Regions from separate parts of the Drosophila melanogaster genome. Here region 2 is linked to region 1. Evidence: chromatin contacts called from public Hi-C data. All regions are on one chromosome and are shown on one strand. Each heading gives the region's core, a stretch centred on a gene start, on an enhancer-like site or on the middle of the called end of the contact. The rest is flanking DNA. Distances are from core to core; before and after follow the strand shown. Region 1 holds the start of CG42699. Region 2 holds the start of Usp30 (Ubiquitin specific protease 30).

Evidence for each region. Hi-C and Micro-C count contacts between places; a contact is called where the count stands out from the background.
Region 2: a Hi-C map of the Kc167 cell line shows a contact between it and region 1, with 5 times the contacts expected there. The contact joins the promoter of Usp30 here to the promoter of CG42699 in region 1. A contact is called at or near these places in 1 of 1 datasets of contacts at CTCF or cohesin (the Kc167 cell line), 45 of 107 Hi-C or Micro-C datasets (the Clone 8 cell line, the D17-c3 cell line, the Kc167 cell line and 17 more) and 3 of 6 datasets of contacts at active chromatin or transcription factors (all in the Kc167 cell line).

The regions. Positions count from the first base shown.
Region 1 is chrX:5,762,484-5,766,638 of dm6, forward strand. CG42699 reads left to right here and starts at 2,070. Exons shown (of 7, transcript NM_132035.3): 1 at 2,070-3,112. The coding sequence starts at 2,432. MAPk-Ak2 (MAP kinase activated protein-kinase-2) reads right to left here and starts at 1,720. Exons shown (of 4, transcript NM_176688.3): 1 at 1,586-1,720; 2 at 1-198. The coding sequence starts at 176. CG3097 reads right to left here. Exons shown (of 4, transcript NM_132031.3): 4 at 3,372-4,155. The coding sequence ends at 3,608.
Region 2 is chrX:5,877,828-5,881,982 of dm6, forward strand. It overlaps Usp30 (Ubiquitin specific protease 30), which reads right to left and starts at 1,960. Exons shown (of 4, transcript NM_132046.3): 1 at 1,550-1,960; 2 at 219-1,495. The coding sequence starts at 1,631. CG16721 reads left to right here and starts at 2,042. Exons shown (of 6, transcript NM_132047.3): 1 at 2,042-2,281; 2 at 3,007-3,494; 3 at 3,559-4,043; 4 at 4,108-4,155. The coding sequence starts at 3,226.

The sequences.
Region 1 (4,155 bases), core at 820-3,319:
CGACGCGCCCTTTCACTGTCCAACAGCACCTTGAGGGCATAGTTCTGTTGGGTGCGGCGATGGGTGCACTGCACCACCTTCCCGTTGATCCCGTAGCCCAGAACCGTGTTCGAGGTCACGTAGTCGTCCGTCAGTGGGGTGGTCTTCGGTTGCCGTTGATTCTGCAGAGAAAGCATTCTGGAATCGGCTGATCTTTAACTGAAAAAAAGATAAATGGTCAATGGAGTTCGGTGATGAGTGGTCTTAATTTTATAAGTAATCTAGTCAGCTTTAAAGCCTTGACTTGATACCAAACTAACTTCGTTTTTGTGCAATTAAACAAAGCTTTAAATTGATTTCATTATTGCAAGACGCTTCTTTTCATTGTTATCGTGAATGGAAAGCCAATTTTGGTTAACGATTTATGGGCAACTTATTTGCTTAACGATTTCGGCGTCATTGAGGGTCGGGCCAAAAAAAAAAGTAGTCGCTTGAGGAACAATAAATTTTATTTAATTATTATCTTTCGCAAAACTATTGTCGTCGTAAATGTAAGGTTCAGTTAATCTGGGTGTATAGCAGTTGGGCTTTTTAATTACTGGCAATTAGTCTGCCGTGGGAATTGATAGGGGATTCCTGCACAACGTTTCCACTGCTCTTTTGGAAAGTGAATCCCTGGATAGCAATAATAAAAGTGCATCGAGAAAAATGTGTTATTTTCTTTGTTTTCGTATAATTAACCTTTTGGATCTAGAAATATAGTCAAGATCTTCAAGAAGGGTACATTGCTTTCATGGCGTGTACGAAACGAGAATAGGAATTGCTACATACATTCAGTTCTCCAGCCTTATAGATATACAGAATATGGAGATCCGAGAACCTCGAAGAGCTGCGATCTCGGCTCGATTCAAATTGCATGCAAATGAACTTACAGAGAGGCAGAAAAAAAATATCAAAAAGAAATCTGGGGGCGGAGGAAGTTGGGTGGGGTGGCTGGTTAGGTCCACAGTCGCTGCATATTTTCGTGTTTTCTTTCTTTTTCTGTGTTTTCCTGGAAAAACGGTATACAATGTTTTTCTTTCTGTTTTTTATAACGGGGGAAAACAGGAAAACGGTAGTAATTGCATATGTTGGACGCGTTATCGGTAATCGCTAATATCGATACACGGCTGTATGCTGAGTGCATTTGTGTGCGTGCTGCCGCACTGCTGATGAAATACATGGTGCATTTGGTTTTTGTTAATTTCGTGCACATTACGCAGTGGCGGAGAATAGAACTATTATTTTCTCAGTCTTCTTTAAAATTGGTTAATTAACGAGTATTTTACTGCCCACACACACACCGCACGCACACCGAAAAGGCCGCGCACACACACACACACTATCGAACGGCCATACAAATGCAAACAATGCGTCATGTTCTCCCACTGTTTAACTAGTAATTCCTAGAGTTCTCGTTTTCACTGTACACGCCAGTACATTTTTTTTATCTTGTTATCGCCTTTCGATCGTTTTCAGGTGGTCCAGTTTTTTTTTTTGGCCACGCGCAGCGATTTTATCTTATCCGCTTTTCATTCTCGCCCGGATATATATTCCGCATTATTACCTGCTCTTCAGCTGATCGTATTTACCTTTCGGATATTTACTTTAGCGTGCTATGTAACGGAACGAAAAAAAAGAACAACACGACCAGGGAATTTATTTGTAAATGCTTCGCGGTGTGACCAGGCGACACTGAATGGAAAAAGCTGTAAATACAGTGCAATGTACCAGTACAGGTATGCTAGTTAATCGATTTGCGGGTTATCGGCTTGTTCGAAAGCTAAAAATCGATTAAATTGATCGAATACAGGATAACGGTACGTTTTTGTATTAGATCTAACTGAAACTACGTTTTCCAATTAGATTTCGTATTAATTGATTCTTGTTAAAAAATAAAAAAATGAAGTTTTACTTGCGGAACAGTTATGTCTGAAATGCTTACGTTAAAATCGGTCACTGAATGACGTTACTTAATGTAACATAAACAAAACATAAAATAAAATTGTTTGACTATCGAATATTTTGTCGAGCTGCTTATCGCCGTTCGCCCATCACTACTACCGACTGTCTACAAAGTGGAGTGGGGTGTGGGTACTGCAAAAAGTGGTTAAAATGTTGTTGCCACGGCCAAACTGACGATGCGCCGCGTCCGCTGAGCCTCGTGTCCGCATCCGTGAGATCCGTGATCCCCAGGTCCGAGCTCTGGGCACCCGGAAATTCCCCAACGAGCACATAGTCCGGCTGTTTTCTGTTCGTTTTCAATTGGTTTGCATTGATAGACCAGGCAAACCAAACAAACAAACAAACACACTGAAGCATCGGGATTCTATATATATAAATAGAATAGAAACAGAAAAGTAGATAGACATCCTCACTGGCCCCATTTGATTGCGGATCACATCAGCGCGCCATGTCGCAGGTGCTTAGCCCCCACAAACAGGGCGTGTCGGAGGCGGATGCGTTGGACTACACGAACAGCAGCTCGATCATCGAGTTCCTGGCCAAAGAGCAGGACTGCGGCGGAATACTGAACGATCCGGACCCGGAGTCCATATTCCAGGAGGTGAGTCGCCTGTCCGACAGCACAGATATGCGATCCGTGGATGAATTGCTGCAGGAAGCGGAGCGCCTGATCCAACAGCAGTTGCGTCTCGGCGGTATTGTTCCAAAACTGGACGCTTCCGGGCCCCCTGCTCCGACCAAAACCCTCGGAGAAGAAGCTGCCACCGGTGGTGATGGCTCTTCCTCATCCCCGCAGTCCTCGCCGCATAGCAGCATACGGCTGAATACACGCTATACCCATCGCATCGAGCATTCGCCTGCTCCCTTGGCGCCAAAAACCGTCGCAGTCAATGGCAGAGTCCGGCCCAGATCCGGTTCCAAATCGTCGGCCTCGCCAACATCGGTGCAGACGCCGCTAGAAAGCAGCAATGGATGCGGCTTTGCCGCCTTCGTGGATAACCTGCCATCGGCGTCGGTCATTTCCGAGGAGTCCACGCCCAAGGACATGGACATGGAGAACCATACGGCGGCCATGGCAAAGCTGCAACTCCAGCAGCTTCAGGATAATACCGATGACGACGAGGATACGGTGAGTTTCAAAATTCGCCTTGCAGGTTTATATTCCACTTATTCTTATTGGCTTGTATTTGGTCATGTTCTTCTGACTGCTAGAATGAATTTCGAGTTGGTTTTCCATCAAATATATACTTTTTTTTTCGAAATATTTCCCCAATTTATGGTTAAACCACGGTGTGTTTTGTTAATTGCTGGGACATTCTCAGGGAATTGCTGTGCTATTAGTCAGCTATAAGCTGATATTCCGATCAAATAAATTCTCCAATCGACGTGTAGTAATAAATAGCGAGGATTCATTTATTGCCCGCCGTACAGGATTCAAAGGATACAGCAGCCCACCCAAAACACACACTCACTCTCAGTCACCAAATCAGACATCCAAACCAACATAAATAATCCTTCATGCACACACAGAGTTTTCACATTATACAAGGTGGAGGGGGGGTGTAAAAAAAGCGACAGAGTTTACAAATTACACCGAGACTCGGCGGCGAAGATGGGGCGGCATTCAACCGGACGAGCTGGGGCCAATAGCCTGCGCCACCGTCTCGACCACTGTCCAGCCCTCGAGAGCTGTGTCCTTGATGAAACGCGGCGGCAGGACAAATCCGTAGGCTCCACGATCCCTCAGCTCGATGGTGTACACATATTTGACACCAAGCGCGGCGCGGCTCCAGTCATCGGAGCCACCGCCTGCGATTCCCAAAACTTCATGGGTGACCGCTGCCCTGTACGAAGTGCCCGTCTTCTGGAGGATTCGCTCCGCGGCCAAACTGCTCACTCGCTGCAGGACACTGGCATCCTTGACCTTGACGGCCTTGTAGGCCCACGGATAAACAATCATCTGTCCGTAGCTGTGGAAGGTCAAATACGATTCCAGATTGTACTTCCGCTTGGCCAAAAACTCGGCCACCGCTCGCGTTTCCCGCTCCGAAGCTGGCGCGGATCCGCGGTACGTATCACTGCACGGATTCGTCGACGAGCCATAGCCATTCCAGCCGATGTCGAAGTTACGGTTGAGATCCACACCGCTGCACTGGGCGCGACGCGATGGCG
Region 2 (4,155 bases), core at 710-3,209, 120 kb after region 1:
TTGTTTTAACAATATGCTAGTTACTAAATGTAAACAGTTCTTGAATTGAATGCCACTACTCTTTGTACACCAATTAGAAAAGGAAAGACCTATATTCTATAGATATATCCTATACATATATATCCTTTAGATATATGTATTTAAATGATCATATATAAGGATAATTTTTACAGGGGAAGTTTGTTATTCTGGGGCAAACATATGCAACACACGCTCACCTGGCTATTGAGATGCGGCTGCACGAAGCTGTAGGGCGCCATGGAGAGGCTCTCGGGGAAGTGTACATAGTCCTTCCGCTTGCACACCTGTCCAGTTGGCAGCCACACCGTCCGCGCCACATGGATGCACAGGCAGGCCGGTAGTTTAGCGAACGTAACCGATTTGGTGTGCGTGGTGGTCTCGTTGCAGGAGTCACACTTGACATCGCTCAGATCCTCCGATGTGATATACTCGCTAAGCAAGTGGCCCAAACTCAAGCCAGTTCTGCGTTGCGGCGGCAGATTTAGCGTTATGCTGTCGAACTTATCGTACCGAACGGCCGACTTGGAGCCGCAGCCATTGCACACGATCTGTGCGCCCATGGCGCCCTGAAACGGATGCGCCACTTGGCTGGGCATCATGTTGGACCAGATGGACACCCGACCTGGTCCGCGATGCAGGCGCTCTAGCGATCGACAGGAGCTGGACACCCGGCGATTCAGACCCTCATCCTGCTGCTGTTGGGATTGTGGAAGTCGCGGTCGCGACGAACGCTCGCCGCCCAACATAGGCGTAGCCAAGGAATCCGGATTGCTGACGAGCGGAAAGCCAAAGGGTGTCCCTGGCGAAACGGCATCCAGAAGCACGGATCCCAGGCGATCGTTTCCGTCGCGTTCGCAAACAGAGGCAGGCGAATCCGGTGTGTGGGCCTCGGAACGCACCAATCGCTGCAAACTGGTGCTCTCATCATACTCCATGTTTAAGAAATCAGTGAGCATGGCACTGGAGGGCCGGTTCGGTTGATCCCCGATCCTCTGGCTGGCTCCCAGTCCCGCTGCCATGGAGCTAAATGATCGAAAGCCCCCTACTGGCGTTGCTGTGCCTGCCAAGCTGCTGTTATCATCGTTATCCGTGGGCAGAGCATCCGACAGACAGCCGAGGGGCTGTGGTCGTATGGCCTCCTCCTCCAGGCAGGTCAATAGCACGTGGAACAGCTCGTGGGCGTCGTGCTCCTCCTGTGGAATCACCCAGCCCAGGGCATTCAGAGCCCGGAGAACGGCTCCCGGTGAATAGGGATCGCCGCGCAGAGTGGCATGGGTGCCATTGACCACTTCCAGAGTGTTTAACATCGACGTAATTAAGCTTTTTCGATCCGGCGAGGCGTTGTTGTACAATTGCAGCCAGGCAATGAACTGGGGACAGGCGGCCATCGCCTGTAGCAGGGTGTTTAGGAAGCAGGTCAGTCCAAAGTTGTGGAGACCGGCAATTTGGCCGCGTCGTTGACGCAAACGGGAACCTGCAAATGTTTCGCTGGAGTAGGGAACTACGCCATGGAAGATCTACTACTCACCCGAAGGACCCCAGAAAACGAAGGCTCCGACTACGGCGGCTACCGTCACTCCGGCGGCCATTAGAATCTTCTCGCTCTCCATGGCTTGAGATTTCCGATGGCTGGTTTTCCGGTGCAGATCACTGCGGTACCGGGAACTCCCAATCCCGCCGCCAAAATCGCACACAGACTAACTCTAGTTAGGAATTTAGACCGAAAAAATTTTTGTGTCTCTTGATGTGTTGCAAAGCGATTCAGTTGTTAACACCACAACGTGCGGCCATTACGCAACACTGGCGCGCAATTATCGTTAAATTTGCAGAGAAAATCAAGTATTTTAAAATTCAACCGAATCGTTGTACATGTGAATGTTTCTACTATAAGCATTAAACAAACATAAGTTTGACAGCTTAAATTTGTAAACGTAGAATATATTTCCCATACTATTGTATCGTCTATCGATAGCGACGATTTGATCAACTTTCGATAGGCACCTCGAACAGCTGTGTGGAAAGGGGATTGTAATAAAGGAAAACAAAGTAGGCACAACAACCAAAGTTTTCAATCGAAACGGAAACATTCGGATATCAGTCGTCGTTCTTAATAGTTCAGATTAGAATAAAAATCCTCCTGGAGGAGCATAATTGAGTGAAAATTAACTGCAAAATTTGTCTGTGATTGTGGAAAGTGAATCAGCTGTTTGGGAAAAGTAAAACGGAATACTCTGGAACCTTCTCGTCGTTTCTTCCTATTGTAAGTATTCGGATTGGCTTTCATCTTGTTTTAATGCAGCCACTTTGCATCGTCCTTGTGTCTATTTCCCAATTTTCCAATTTTCCCCAGCTGACTTGCTGCGCAATAGGAAAAGCAACAACAACGAAACATAAATACATACACACACATACACACACTCGCATGGACCTAATCGCTTCTGTTTTTGTTGCTACTTTATTGCGCCGTTTGTTTATGTCGTCTATTCGCTGCGTGGCCGTTGTGCAATTTGCTCCCATTTTCCACATTTAATTTTGGAATCTGTGCCACGCAGCTTGCCAAATTACATATTCTAGAAAATTTGAGAATTTTCGAAAGTGTTACATTTTATTTCCATTCAAATCTTTTGCGCCTTCTCTCCTTGTCGCACATTCATACATGCAAGCAGACGCGCACTTGTTTGCTCATTTGTGTGTGTGTGCGAGTCACGTTTAACGGGTTCCTTCCGTGTGTTTGTTTACAGTGGGTATTGGCTAATACCTATTTCGAAAATAACAATTGAAACACTATTTTTGGTTGAGAAATATGCGCACACAGCAACAGGTTATTGAAAATTGGTTATGTGTTGCAATTATAAACCTAAAAATATTTTCCTGCCAACTCTTCTATATGAAAATCGATACTAATATGAGAAACCGCATCAAGGAATATGGAAGAGTAACTTGTATCTTGCGATCACTGTATCTAAGACCCCCTTTCTTTCCCAGGCGAACTGACCCCGAGCGGAGCTTTAGCGACGACCTCGAACAAAGAACAAAGAAAGCCCGAGTGCAGTTGCCAATTGCCTTGTAATAATCACCAAGCCATATATACAACTGGCTCTAACCGGTGGTAACCAAATTCGCATTTGGTCGAAACCAGTTGCTGCAGCTGCCTAACGTCGCACTTCCGCCCGTGAGGAGACAACAAAGGACTGGAATTTGAATATGGATGCCCAGGAGAATAGGAGTGAACAGTCGGGACAATCGGGCGACCACGAAGAGCACGAGGAGCGCCGGATCCGTACGGACAGCGAGAGTTCCGTGGAAAGCATGACGCGTTTCGTGCTGCCCAGCTTGGATGGTACTCCGCCGAAAATTGTGACCCTGGACGAAGTGTCCAGCATGTTCAAGAATTTGCGCAACATGGAGCTGGCCCACGAGATAGCCCTCAATCCGGACTTCAAGCTGCAGAAGTACGAGCCGCCCTCGGATAGGTGAGCATGTGCCAGCAGCAGCCCTGTCAGGGAAACCATTCAATTAACATTCCCATGTCCACAGTTTGGAGGGCGCCATCAAGAAGATGGTGCACAAGGCCTTTTGGGATCTGCTGCGTGTGCAGCTGGACCGCCAGCCGCCATCGTATGATCAGGCCATCCGGCTGCTGGCTGAGATCAAGGAGTGCTTCCCGCAGCTGCTGTCGCCCAACAACGAACGTGCCCTGGCCCACATCAACGAGGTGCTGGATGACTCCGTCATCCGCCAGCAAGCGGAGCGGGGTACCCTGGACTTTCGAGCATATGCCAACTTTGTGATCAACATCCTGTCGCGATCCTGTTCGCCAGCTAGGGACGAAGCAGTGGCCGCTCTGCGCAAGATCGACGATGTGGTGGACACGTTTCGCTGCATTCTCGAGCTGATGACGCTGATGAAGCTGGATATGGCCAACTTTATGCTTCGACTGGCGCGCACCGAAATCGCTGCCAATTCGGTGCAGTATGAGAAGGAGAAGTTTAGCAAGTACTTGCGCGAGTTCCATGGAAATGGTGGGTTGTTGGCCAAAAAAAAAACTACAATGCCTTTATTTATTGGGAATGCCATTATTTCCAGTTGGTTTTCCGGCCACTGAGGATTGGCTGCAGCGTCACCGGTCCGGTA